2 separate regions of the Anas platyrhynchos genome follow, and region 1 is linked to region 2. A link is a contact called in public Hi-C data. All regions are on one chromosome and are shown on one strand. Each heading gives the region's core, a stretch centred on a gene start, on an enhancer-like site or on the middle of the called end of the contact. The rest is flanking DNA. Distances are from core to core; before and after follow the strand shown.

Evidence for each region. Hi-C and Micro-C count contacts between places; a contact is called where the count stands out from the background.
Region 1: a contact with region 2 is called in a Hi-C map of F1 follicle, with 3 times the contacts expected there. The contact joins two enhancer-like sites. A contact is called at or near these places in 2 of 8 Hi-C or Micro-C datasets (F1 follicle and F5 follicle).

What each region holds. Positions count from the first base shown.
Region 1 is chr19:10,356,345-10,362,441 of IASCAAS_PekinDuck_T2T, forward strand. No RefSeq gene overlaps it. Among named protein-coding and RNA genes, the nearest start is that of PMP22, 28 kb to the right of the region's middle. Within about 2 kb of position 3,872, at least 1 of the 8 cell types and tissues checked has an H3K27ac peak or open chromatin away from gene starts, as enhancers often do. A contact at or near this core is called in F1 follicle, where this site is marked.
Region 2 is chr19:10,284,138-10,291,027 of IASCAAS_PekinDuck_T2T, forward strand. The region is part of intron 2 of LOC110353853 (a long non-coding RNA gene); the gene reads right to left. Among named protein-coding and RNA genes, the nearest start is that of PMP22, 100 kb to the right of the region's middle. Within about 2 kb of position 5,099, at least 2 of the 8 cell types and tissues checked have an H3K27ac peak or open chromatin away from gene starts, as enhancers often do. A contact at or near this core is called in F1 follicle, where this site is marked.

The sequences.
Region 1 (6,097 bases), core at 2,622-5,121, 71 kb after region 2:
TTTCTGGTTTCTCATACATTGTGAAACCATACCATTTCTCCCTGCACTGGACTTTTATGGAAATGGATCAGACTTGGCAGATGATCTCTGAAAGAAACTCCCCCTTCCAGATATTTTTTTTTATTATTTGAATAAGAAATAAATGCAAAGGTCATGTTAAGAATAAAAGGGGCATTCTGAGCTCCCAGCTATACACAGAAGATGGGCAGGCCCATGAACAGCAGAACGAATGTGCTCTGTTTTCCTACAGATGTGTCTCCCCTTTGATTCATTTTGTAACTGAATTAGGGCAAAGATCGCTGTCATCTCTGCCCATGCCCATAAAACTCCTCTCCCGGTCCTCCCTTGACAGAGATGTTGGCTATGGCTTTTCAGCCGCTGGGCTCAGCTGCGGGAGTCAGCCCAAAGCGATTAGAAGCAAAAGGGACACTGACCAAACCCCAGCCCATTTCCCATGCAGGTACACACGGCTGTTATTTCGGTAGCTACCTTCCCGTCAAATTGGTTGCCATCAGCCAGTGCATTCATGCATGAGAAGGGGAACGAGGACGGACAGAGATACATGTCCTTCCACCAGCTGGCTGCTCGGAGTCCCTTTCCCTCATACAGGGAGAAAATTTTGCAGCAAGGTCACAGCTTGCACAGATAAAACTCCAGCAGTCGTAAGGATCCCTCCCAGGATTGCAATGGGTGTTCCCCAGCACCTGATGTCAGCAATGTCTTCAAATGTTGTGGTAAAATGCAATTTATTCCTCTTTACTTGCAAGCAGCATTTTGTGCTGGGGACCATGTACAAGGTGCTCCCAGTTCCCTCACCCATGTAAGCAGCAGCAGGAGGATTCCTTCCTCACCCCACTGCCCTTGCTGCCCTCCTGCTGTGCTGTGCCCCCCTCTCTTGATGCCTGACACCTTTTTCCCCACCAAAACCCCACCATTTGATTGCATCTGAGTAGCCTCCCTTCCTGAAGCCCCGTCTTCTGTGTCCTTGCTTTCCAAATTTCTAATCCAGCTTTCCTACGGAGATGACACCGTGTCTGTCTGTCTATTCCTCCAGCTCTCCAGTCTTTGCTTTTGGATGATTTCTCTTGAATTTCCCAGAGCAGAGGCAGTTCCAAAGACCTCAGTTTTTTTCCCAAGCACTGAGACCAGAGCGTGCAAAGCAGACAAAAGGGACTCCATGCACGTCCCTGTAGGCTGTGTCCAGCAGTGCCTACACGTAGGGAAGCCAGGCAAGAACACAGCCCTGCTGCCCCTGGGATGGGAATTTGCTGAGCTGGATACTACATCTGAGCCCTGGACCTTGCGTGGGGACAACTCTAGAAACTGGGCTGCTGCCCTTGCTAGAAAAGAGGCAAACAGCTCTTATTTTGCTTTCCAGTCAGAGCAGGGAGCTGGCGATGGGGACGGGAAGGACCCTTCCAGAGCTGGGTTTGATGCCTGGCACCCAGCACCCAGACAACACCCCCAGCCCCACTGTTCACCCACAGTAACTCACAATAAGAGATTTTAATTGGCAATGTATTCTTTTTTTCACTGCAACATTGTTTTGCTGAACTCTGTCTTCATGTTCCTGAGCAAAAAAATGGCCATGGGAGAAGCAAGGCTTTCCCTTTGGACTGGTGCCTCATGGCTGGTTTACTAAAACTTTCTGAATTCCTGTAATATTCCTCATAAAATTGCAGGGAAGGAAGTGGGAAGGAACTTTGGATTAAAGTGCTTGAGGAACGATATCCCCAAGCCTCATGTCAGGCCCCTAAGAATAAAAGAAACTATTGACCATTTGATGGTTCCACTTTATAATCAATTCCAAATTAGTCTTTGAATATTCATTTGTTATTTCTGCTCCCCACCTTTCACTTGCTTGAGTGGAAATGCATAGAGAGAGCTTTGGGTTTCTTTTGCAGCCCCTTCTCAAAGCACCCTCTGAAGCCCTACAGCCAGGAGGTACCCACGGGCCACCAGGCTGAAATACCTGGACCAGGCTGCTCTCTCTCACCCCAGCCCAGGATTGACATGATGTAGCTTGTTCCTGGCACAAAAATAATATAAAATAAAAAGAAAAGGCACCCAAGCCTGGTTGCTCCCCTGCTGCTCATTCCAGCAGCCCTTCCGTAGTCTCTGACTGGAACACGGCTCAAGCAGACGCTTTCCTTTTGGTGTGGCAAGAAGAAAGATCATTTTTTTTAAATCATGCAAATGAGGAACAAGATCGGTGTATAAAATAAACAGACAAGCCATTTTTCACCTATAATTGTTTCTTTGCCACATTAATAAAAATATGGTGTGTGTTATGGTTAATGAATATGTAAATGAGCAATGATTAATAACTCATTTGGGGAGAAATGGGAAGATTAATTTACCTTCTACAGTTCCTCTGTTCGACGTCCCTGCAGCTCCCTTCTCTTAATGCCTAACCCAGGCCCTGTGCACAATGAACCAGTGGGACCAACAATGCCAATATTCCACTTGTGCCTGTGCCCAAAGTGTTGGGCTCGAGGGCTTTTCACTGAAAAGCTCCTTTGAGAGGTGCCTTTTCCCAGCCTTTACGAGATCTGTGCCTAAAGGCAATACTCCTTTTTTAGACAATATTATGGGATTTTGCTTTTAGTCTGGAAGTTTTCCTCAGAAAGCATCAGAGGGTGAACCATTTCCTTCTCTCCCTGCCCATTCTTGCACAAAGCACCTCCTGTCCATGCCACCTTCCCAGCACAGACCCTCCCTAGCCTTGCTGCGTGCCCTGCAGCACTGCCACCACTGCTGGGATCCCACCAAAGCCCTGAGCCTTCACCCTGGGAACATTCATTTACTGAGGGCTGGGGGTGAGCTCTCACTCCCTGCCCCAGAGAGGCTGCTTCCCTCAAACACCGAGTTGCATTTATTGGGTGGCTGCAACCCCAAAAGCGTGTCTACATCCCCTTTCTGCTCATTGCCATTTCATGTCGGAGCTGTCTTGGGCTGGAGCCTGTTCCTGGAGGGTGTCCCACATCCTCCCAACATCACTTCTTCCCCTTCTCTTTCTTGCAGGAGAAGGAAAAGTCTGGTTTCTGCTCAGAAGAGCCCTTGCCGGAGACCCAGAGCCACTGACCATTTGGAGGAACATCTTCATCCAAACCAGTGGCTCCATCAGTGGTACAGCAAGGTTCCTGCTCTGCTCCCCTCTCCTGCGCTGCTCCTGCAGTCGCCTGTTCTCCAGCCCTTTCCCAAAGACAGGCTGCCCACCTTTGGCATGATCCTGCTGCAGACAAAGGCTAACTTCAGCCTGCTGACCCCTTCCATGCTGCTGTGGGGCTGGGTCCTGACCCAGAACCTGGCTGCTACAGGCACCTGCGGTTCCTCCACGGTGCCACAGCTGGATTTGTACCCAGTGTGTGGGACAGGAGAGCAGGACAGATCCCTGCTCCCCTCTTGGAGACGGGGGGCTGAGATGCAAGGGAGTAGGAGGCTGGGCTGAGGTCTCAGCACCTGGGTGGCCCTGGCTCTCCTGGGTGATGCAGGGCAGCTTCCAGCAACCTGCCTGTTGTGGACAAAGTCTCTCAAAGCTTTTTTTATTTTTTTTTTTCTCCCCTGGAATATACTGCCCATACTGATGCTCTCTTGCAACAGCCTGGTACAAAACACACAGTGTTGGTGTCAAAGGAATTTTCCTTTGGTTTCACTACAATCAGGTGGGTTAAAGGGGGCTGAAACCAGTCCTGGGCAGTGATTTTTTGCACATTACCTGACTTATTCTGCAGAGTGCTAGGAGGTGTCTGAGCTGCTCGGGGTCTTTAATTTCCTCCCAGCTCCTCAGGACACACAGACCCCGGCTGTGCAGCGTTTCCGAGGACCTTCCACTAATTCCTTTGAACTCCTTTTATGCGTGCTGCGAGCTCAACTGTAAGGACAAACGCACCCTCTCGTGGCTGCAGATTTGCCTTCAAAGAGCCCAGGCTCTGCGAGCCCTCACTGTGTGACAGCAAAGCAGCAGCAGCATGGCCAGACCCATCCTGCTCAGCCTGTCCTGCTCCCCACGGCTCCAAAACCTTCTGGAAAATTAGGAAGGCTTCCTGGGGCTCAGTTTGGCTCCACAGCATTTGGGTGGGCTGCACTGGGTGGATGTTTCCCACAGGTCTGGTGCTGTAGAATTCGGGGTCTGATTCTGTATCGGGTTGGAAATAAACCTGCCAGGGTGTATTCATGTCTCCCCCTCTTCTCCCAGTCTCCCAGGGGTTTTTTCCTTCCTATGGAGCCTCCAGCCTTTGCCCCTTTCTTCTGCACGCTGCACTTGGGGTCATCACAGCATTCAGAGCTTTCTTTGCCTTCCAAAAACAGGGCATTTCCTGGAGAACTGCGGCTTCCCAGAAACACACAACTCGTCTTTAGTTCTCCCTGTTATTGGAAAACACAACCCAGAGGGGACAGCTTGGATAACTGCTGCCTGCAGCGGTGGTGGCAGTGGTGGTGTCCCTCCCTGCAGCTCCTGGGCTCGTGGTGGTGTCCCCAGCTTGGGGACAGCAGGGGACCAAAGGCTGCAGACAGTCAAGGGAGAGAACAAAGCACAGCTCAATGGGTTTCTCCTGAAATGTGATTTAAGCTTCACAAAGACAATCCCAGACTCACTTCAGGGGACAGCCCGTCCCACACAGCTCCATCCATGGTACATGAGGCTCCAAAAGCCCACGAGGAGCCCAGGAGAAGTCAGCTGCTGCAAATCCCTGCTCCTGTGCTCCCTGCTCCCCTGTGCAGCGCTCACTCCCTGCTGAGCAGAGCTACCTGCAGCATCACAGGTGGAAACGGACATAACCCAAATTCCTGGGTGAAGCCTGACAGACAGAGCCAGCAGCAGCACCATGTGTGTCCCCTCAAAATGGGAATTTGCCTGGAGGCATGTCATTGGAAATGCAATATTTTTTAAGGGGAAAAAAAAAAAAAAAAGAAAGAAAAAAAAAAAGAAAAATAAGAAAAAAGAAAAGCCATGATTAATCATTTGTTCCAATTTTTCATTAAAAGCAAGAATTTTCCTTAAAGTACACATTGGCTGCAGAAAAGCAGCTGTTTGTTTTGTTTTCTGTAATGCAAACCAGAAGATTTTTCCTGAAGTTTTTGAAAACCATCTGCTTTGGTCAGCAAAGCAAAAACAAAAGGGAACTGTTGCAACAACTAAAATAACTGTTTTGCTCTGAGCTTCCAAGAAAGTAAAGAAAATTCAACCAGCTGCACGGCGCAGCACGAGCCTGCCCTGCCTATCCCACCCCAGGTGAGCGCAGCCCCGACGTGGCAGGAGGGGAGCAGAGCTCGGTGCTAGCAGGAAAATTCCCGGGGAGCTCTCGGGGACCAAGCCCCCACCAGGACTGTTGCTGTCCCGTGCAGATGTTGGAGCTGAAACCCAGTGCTCCATGTGTGGGAGACATCTGTATGGCTGCCGGGGGCAGAAGGGACCCTTGGAGCCCCCAGCCCAGCTGCAGTGGGGGGAAGCACTGGGGCAGAGGCTTTGCAATAGCTGTTTGCAATCACGTTGTGTGTTCGCAGCTACCCAGAGCAGTTTCCATCTCCCCTACCTTTAACACAGCTTTCCAAGGCTGACGGAGGTGAGGAGGCCTCTCTGCTGTATGCATCTCTGCCTCACGCAAGGCATTGCAGCCACCAGGAAGAAAATAAATAAATAAATAAATAAATAAAATCAAGGTGTCTTTCTGGTTCTTCAGTTGCGTATTGATTTTCACTTTGGACAAACAAAGCGTCACTCAGAAGCCAACCGCTTCCTCATTAATACACCTGCGGTGAATCCACTTCTATACCAATCAATTAACATGTAAATAATTAAAACAACATTTTAGAATAAAATTCTCTGCCTGTAGGAAGGCCTGGGATGTGTGAATTATGGAGCATTAATTCATACCTAGTTTTCTTAATGGCCCTCGACCTTCGGCCTCGCGCCTCGCAGCAATGAAGTGTGCATTAATTCCCCGTATTTCACGCGCTGTCAGCTCACCCCATTTGCATGGAGCGCAGCCCCCCGAGGGGTGCCCGGGGATCCCAAATCTGCAGGGACAGCAGATGCGGGTGGTGCTGGCTCGGCCGCAGCCCCTGCTGGGCTCAGGGGTTGCTGCACGGCTGC
Region 2 (6,890 bases), core at 3,849-6,348:
ACTGCCATCCTGAGGATGGGCTGCTGGACATGCACTGTAAATTATCCAAAATGCCCGCTTCTACCAACAGAAGTCAACACTCCCCAAAAGATGGCAAGGCTGTGTTTCTCTCTGCTTTGATATATTTAATACAGTGAATGGCAGTAACTGGTTTGACTTGACTGGGCAGGGGAAAGGTAAAATAACTCTTCAGAAGATTATAATCCAATTCCTTTGCAAAAGAAATAAATCTCCATTACTGCCCTACACCTCTCCTGTAGTTTCCAGTTGGCCTCTATGTCAAAGGAACTGCTTTTATGATGGATCTGGGGCATTTATTATGACAACACAAGGCATAAACGCTGCCCAGCATAAAGTGGCTTGAGAGCTCTGATTTCAAGCTAAATGCAATAAGGGAAGGGAACCTTCCTACACCAGGGAAATGAAGACTGATTTACTGGATTATGGGGGGGAGCATAATGTTTTCACTACAGAGAATCTCACATCCCTCTCTAGCCTTAGCCACGAGACATACTCTTGATGTTTTAATTAGCCTAAACCCTCCTCCTTTCCCCAGAAAATATTTACCTCTTGCACAGAGGAAAGACCAGAGCATAAAGGCAATAGCCACACAAAGCATTCTTTTACAGCATCACTCTCATCTCTCTTGAGAACAGATTTCAAATGCGAGCAGTGTTGGGGTCCTGCTTGCCAGAGCTCCAAAATGTCCAGAAGAACACGATTTAGAAAGCTTACAACCTGAAGTGCCTGAAGACACACACATGCTTACCAGCTGGCACAACACAACTTATGGTAGAGCACTTCCCTGCTCCTCCCAGTGCCCCCCTGCTGCCAGTGCTCACCTGTGGGAGCACCTGGACCCCTTCCCCTCACCTGCAGCAGCAGGGCTACCACACAGGAAAGACTCAAACTTCTCCAATCCTGAGTGATTCTGTGAGCCAGGGAGCTGGAGCACTTGCAAGGAAGGGGAGAGGACCAGTCTGCTTCCCCTAAGACCCCTCTGCTAGGTGGGGGCAGGAGCAGGTCTTTCTCCTTCCATGTGTGTTAGAGAAGTTTTCCTTGGTGCCTCATTTTCTGCACAGGAGAGGACTCCTTCCACCTGAATACTACAGCCTGAGGGCTGAGATATATTTGCATCCCCTGAAAGGTTTATGACAGTTTAATCTCACCAAAAAAACAAACTTGAAATGCCCTGAACCCAGGACTTGAGTGTCCAAGGCACAGCTCTTCTGTGTTCAAGTGGCCTTTAAAAGAACCCTCCTGACACCATGGTGCTCAGCGCCTGCTCCTTCTCTCATCAGTTAGGCACACTGCACAAACACCTCGTGGATTAATTCCCCCTGGCAGAAGGAACCTGTAATTTGTGGATCCTGTCCTGGTTTATGTGCGTGGCAGGCTTTCAGCTGCCTTGCCCCTCCGTGCTGAGGGGTTTGCTGCCTAGGCAGGAGTATAGCTTTCAGGCTCTGTGGGAACATTACAGTCACAAACTCTGGTGCCTCTCAAGTTTAGGAGCCCCTAAGGTTACACTCCAACTAAAAGAGGTTTTCAGGATGGCAGCTTTAGGAGCCTGAATTCCATCTACAATATGATTTTTTAATTGGGTCCAGATCCTCAACACCTCTGCAAACATAGCCCTTAGCAATAAAAATCCAATTACCCATGACTGGAAAAAATTTTACACTAAAGCACACGTATACTATAAAGCCCATGCTCCACCCTATGGACCCAGTGGCACTTCAGTGTGTGCTTAAAGTTACAGTTAGGCAGGTGATTTTCTCAACAAGACACAGCTAGGGATGCTTGAACACTCCATTACACAGGGCACACAATCCCACATTCTTGACATCTCTTGGCTTCTTTCCCCCTGGAAAACCTGCTGCTCTATCCAAGCTCTAATCTGCCTGCTTTGCCCCGGGCAGTCAGAAGGTCAGCACCTAGCTCTAAGCCCAGCATATCGGAGCATCCAGACTGCTGGGTTTTCCTCTCATGCCAAATGCTACCTTTCTTCCACCCTCCTCCACCAGAAGATGGAAGATGAAAAGTAAGAGATGGGAGAGAAATTGAAAATTGCTAATCTCTAATTTCAGGTTGAAAATTTCCTTTGGCCTTTGGGGTATTAAAATTAAAACACTTTCAGAATGTATTAAAAAAGGCTTCAGTGCTTTGATTGACAACTTTCTTAATAACTTTTTTCTTTGCAGAAGGCATTACATTCAGTTAATCTTTAAATGAAGTCAATTACCACTTCTATCTTTAAGATCAAAGGCTCCCTTAGCCATATGGGGGGAGGGAAGAGACCATTTCTATGCACTTTCTGCTTGAGTTTGGTAACTGATGATACTAAACAGCAAGGAAGAATGTCGTGCTTAATCACCCAAGACGATATGATGAAAACCTTGAGGCTACCTTTTCTTCGTATACCAAAACCCATACTTAAAACACATTTCTTTAGTGAAAGACTTCAGAAGTTGTACAGGCCAATCAGTTGCATTCATATTGCAAAGGTTCCCTTTTTATTTCAAGTGACATAGTCAGGCTGCACCACCAGACCTCTGTCTGAAATGGTTTTCCTTGCTGTTGTAACAACTGACACCCGCGATGCCTGCAGCTAAGCTAGAGATTGCCGACACAAGGAGTGCTCTCCACATTTTTTGTCTGCTTTCAATATTTGACAGGGCTTTGCACCAGGCACTTTCACTAGGGCTGCTTGAAAGATTATCCTAGAGATGCTTTATTCTTCTAGGAGAGGGCTGATTTAATGAAATTAAGCCACCTTACAAGTGTAAATTCACTTAATTTTTTGATAGGAAATCACCAAAGCGTTTTGCTCTCAAACTTAAAATGCCTTGTCGGGACTTTGATATCACAGCAATCAAAGTACACATGAACAATGAAATCCAATTAAAAAGAAAACAAAACTATATCAAAAATGTTTTGACTATACAGAAATGAAATATCACAATAACATCAAAACTCAGCAGCAGTATTAGAAGCATGTTGACTTTTTTTTAAATATAATTATTTTTATTTTTTAGCAAAGAGCCTGGTCAAACAAAAACCTATTTTTTTCTTTTGAGTTTGGGTTAATAGAATCCTGATATTCCCCGGGGAGCTGCTTGGCCCGTTCATGAGAGCATATTGAACGACCGAGCTGGGAAGGTGTTGAACCAGGAATGATGATAATGCTCCCAGCAATGGGGATATAAAGAAAGCCCTGCCCATTCCTTTGGATGAACAGGGCACTTCCAAAAGAAGGCTTTGGGCTTCCCAACCCCAACGAGGTGAGATGTGCCTGTCACAAAAGCAGCTCTAAACCAAGCAAGGGACTGTTCTTCCTAACTGCTCTTCCACACTGATCTAGCTGAAGTAGCTGGCAATCCAGTCAACCCTCTACACTTTAAGACTCTTGCTCTAAAACAAGCTACTTGAATTGCATGAGCAGCTTGCATTCTCACCATCTATTTTGGCAGGCATGAGATGGGTTCCACCCAACCTGCAGCTGTGGCTAATTTGGATTAACCTTCCCCGAGAATCTCCACCAGGAGAAGCTGGAAAAGGGTCTCTTTCCAGCAAGGGTAACTGTGTGTGTTAATTCCCTGCATCCCTGGGCTTTGTGCCTGCATATTCAATGCAGCAAGGAAAATGGAAACGAGCCTTGTGTGAGCTAACAGAGGCTGCTTCTCCACACCAAGCAGCCTGCATTGGTTTACCTGAACTGATACACAATCAAATCTTTATTTGAACAAATACTATTTGTTTGGCAAGAATTTCTTCTGAGCTCTCTCACTGAACACAAGCCTTGCCTGGGATTTCTTCCTTTGGGGCAAGCAAGAAATCAACCAACCCTAACACCATACCCTGAGAGCTATGCAAGGGGACTCTCTGAGCCACTCAAAACCTTGGTTTGTAGGGACCACATCCACCTTTTCACACACTCCCAAACATCCAAGATCTCCCCAGAGAAGTGCTGGGGCCACCAATCCTCCCTGAAAGCAGCTTGCAAAGCAAGCCATAGCCAGCACCCCCCAATCCCAGCATTTGGGGTCGATGCCAGAGGTGGAAGGATGTGGATCCACAGCCGTAGCACTTTGCAATCAGACTCTTCAGTGCAGCCGCGCTCTGGGGCACTTTGTTTTACTTCCAGTAAGGGTATCTGATTGGGAGCAGGCAGGGCAGCACCTAGGATTACAGGGGCCCATCTAGCTGCTCCCTTCCCTGCTGTTCCAGCAGGGTTTGGAGCAGGTGCCTCGTGCTGCGTTGCCCCAGGACGCTGCCTGGCCGCCAGCCAGTCTGAGGACAGCACAGAGCAGCTGCCTGGTCTGCTGGGAGTGCCTGGGCCTTGACGGGGGGCCACATGTCCCTAGGAAGGGCAAACGCCACCATTGCCTTCTCCCTAATCTGGGATAATTCCCTCTTAGAAATGTGATCAGGCTTGCACACCCCTGGCATCAACATCCTGGGTAAACCCATGCGGGGAAGGCTGATTTGTTTTTTCTTTGTTAAATCATGATGGGATGGGGTGTGGGGTGTTTTCTTCTTAGCAGCTGGTCTGATAAGAAAACAAATGACAAAAAGGCCACGAAATATTTCAGTCTGTTCTTTTTTCTTAGCGCCTCACTTGAAGAAGCTGAAAAGCATCAGAGCCCTGGTGCAGACACTTGTGCTGCCTCCTGAGCAGAAACACGGATGTGAGAAGGGTCTCAGCCTTTTAGAGCACGTTTCCCAGTTCACTCACATGAAGCTCATTTCTAACCTTATTACCTCTGTGGATACTATTGGGAATTCTGCAGCAGATGAGAGGGACAAAAGCAAACAACAGGACTTACAGCCAAAATTTAACTACCCTTGAAACCGTTGGAAGCTGATAGAAAGCCATCTGGTGTATTAGACATGAAACAATGTTTGTACATGCAAGACCCTTTGTTAAGAGTGAGTTATCTAACTGCAGCACTGGAGCCATGGGATGGAGTTAACACTCAAGGCATTACAGTACTTTTAATAAATTATCTGTAAAATACCGCCTTTAGTCTAACCACAAGTCAGGGTCTGATGCAGGAATCAATAACAAAGATCTTGTTGTGTTATAAACAAGGTCAAACTAGATGACCACAGAGCTTTCTTCAGCTTCAAATTCTATTAAAGGATGTGAAAGGGAGAACATAAGCAGCCAATACAGAAATAGAGCATTTAGCCTACTTTTGCTTCTGCAAGTGCAAAATCTTTAACAACAACAACAACAAAAAAAAAAAAAACAACACACTGCTAACAACAAAACCTCACAGCTAGTGCACTGGTACACCAGAACTGACTGCTGGCCACATGAGTATCACTGACTTAGGAGACAAACCAGCTGTGGTAGAAAAGCTACAAAGTGTGTCTAAGGTCAAAAAGAAGTCTAGGGTTAAGATCAGAATCCATCAAGTCTCCTACAACTGTTCTCCAGTGATGGGGTTGGAAAGAGGGTGCAGGCTAAGAAGTTTAGGCAGCAAACAAACAAGTCCTGTGTGCCTCTCATTAAATCCAGGACAAAATATTATCACAGCAAGTTTTCAGGACACACATACAAGGCCCTTTATTCCAGATATTACATTAGTTTGGCAGATTCTACTCAACAGATTTCACTCCATGCTCTGCAGATCACTTCTGATCAATGTGACAATGGCTGCTTTCTTATTTTTACTGATGTGCTTTAGTACTTGAAAATAAAAGATACCATTATGCTGCTTTTGACAAAAGTAATTTTTGTAGCTCCTAGCCTATGTTATTTGACTGTGACTGGAAAGGATTGCAGTCACGAAGCAGAGTGTTGTTCCTGACATTTTCTCTGATGAGGTGTCAATATTTTGAGAACTGAGACGGAAGAAATAAAATGTAGGTGGCATCCCTTCTGCACCTTGAAACTTTCAGCCTAAGATGGTGAAAGTCTGTCACTGCAGAACCAAAAAGAGAACTTGGTTGGAAGGGATGTCTGGAGAGGTTTCTAGTTCAAAGCAAGCCTAACACCGCACACCCGGTTCAGTCACATCTCCAAGGCTGGATAGCTCACTCTTCTATTTCAACCTGTACTACCCAGTGAACAATTATTTCCAAACACCCATTCAAATGACATTTGGAAGCATCACTTTGTGGTATTACCCCTTGTCATATCATTTCCCATCACCAAGAGATGAAGAGCTTGGCTCTGACGCCTTTAATACAGTTCTTCAAAGTATTTGTAGGTTGTTAGTATATTGCCCTTCAGTAGTTGCCAGTAGATCACTGGTGTATAAATATACACTGGTGGCACATCCTGACTGCTGTGTGAGTCCTGGTTCTCCCAGTTCACAATGCCTACCAGGTGGTGAGCAGCCAGCGCTTCCCTCTGGTACATGAGAACATGCTTCCTTGGTGAGAGAATTAAAGTAATGATGCTCATGTCATTCCTGAAGGCAGGATATGGATGGGTTCAGGACCAGTGTGCAAGAAGACATTTCATGCTTGATAAACCTCTGAAATCATTGCCCTGCTCTGGACACCAGATGCAGACACACCTGCTCCACACCAACGCGGGCCTGGGATCCCAGAGGGACGGATGCTGGGCTAGGGACTGCAACACACTGCCTCATGCTCAGACCCTAGAAGATGAAGCTTTTCATCTTCCTGGGCTGAGGGAGGTGAGGTCTCTACACCTAATACCTCTGCAACAGAAACCACCACAACTATCTGCAGGGGTTGATCATGTTTTCCCCTTCCCCAGATCACCTTCTTGTAAAAAGAATGCATAGATCTTTCAAATTACATGCCTATCTTACCTCTCCCGTTTTCTTTTACCCTGTATTATAATATATTCTTTTTACTTCACCTCTGCATAGCATTTTTCTTACATCAAGCAGCCTTGCTGCATTTATTAC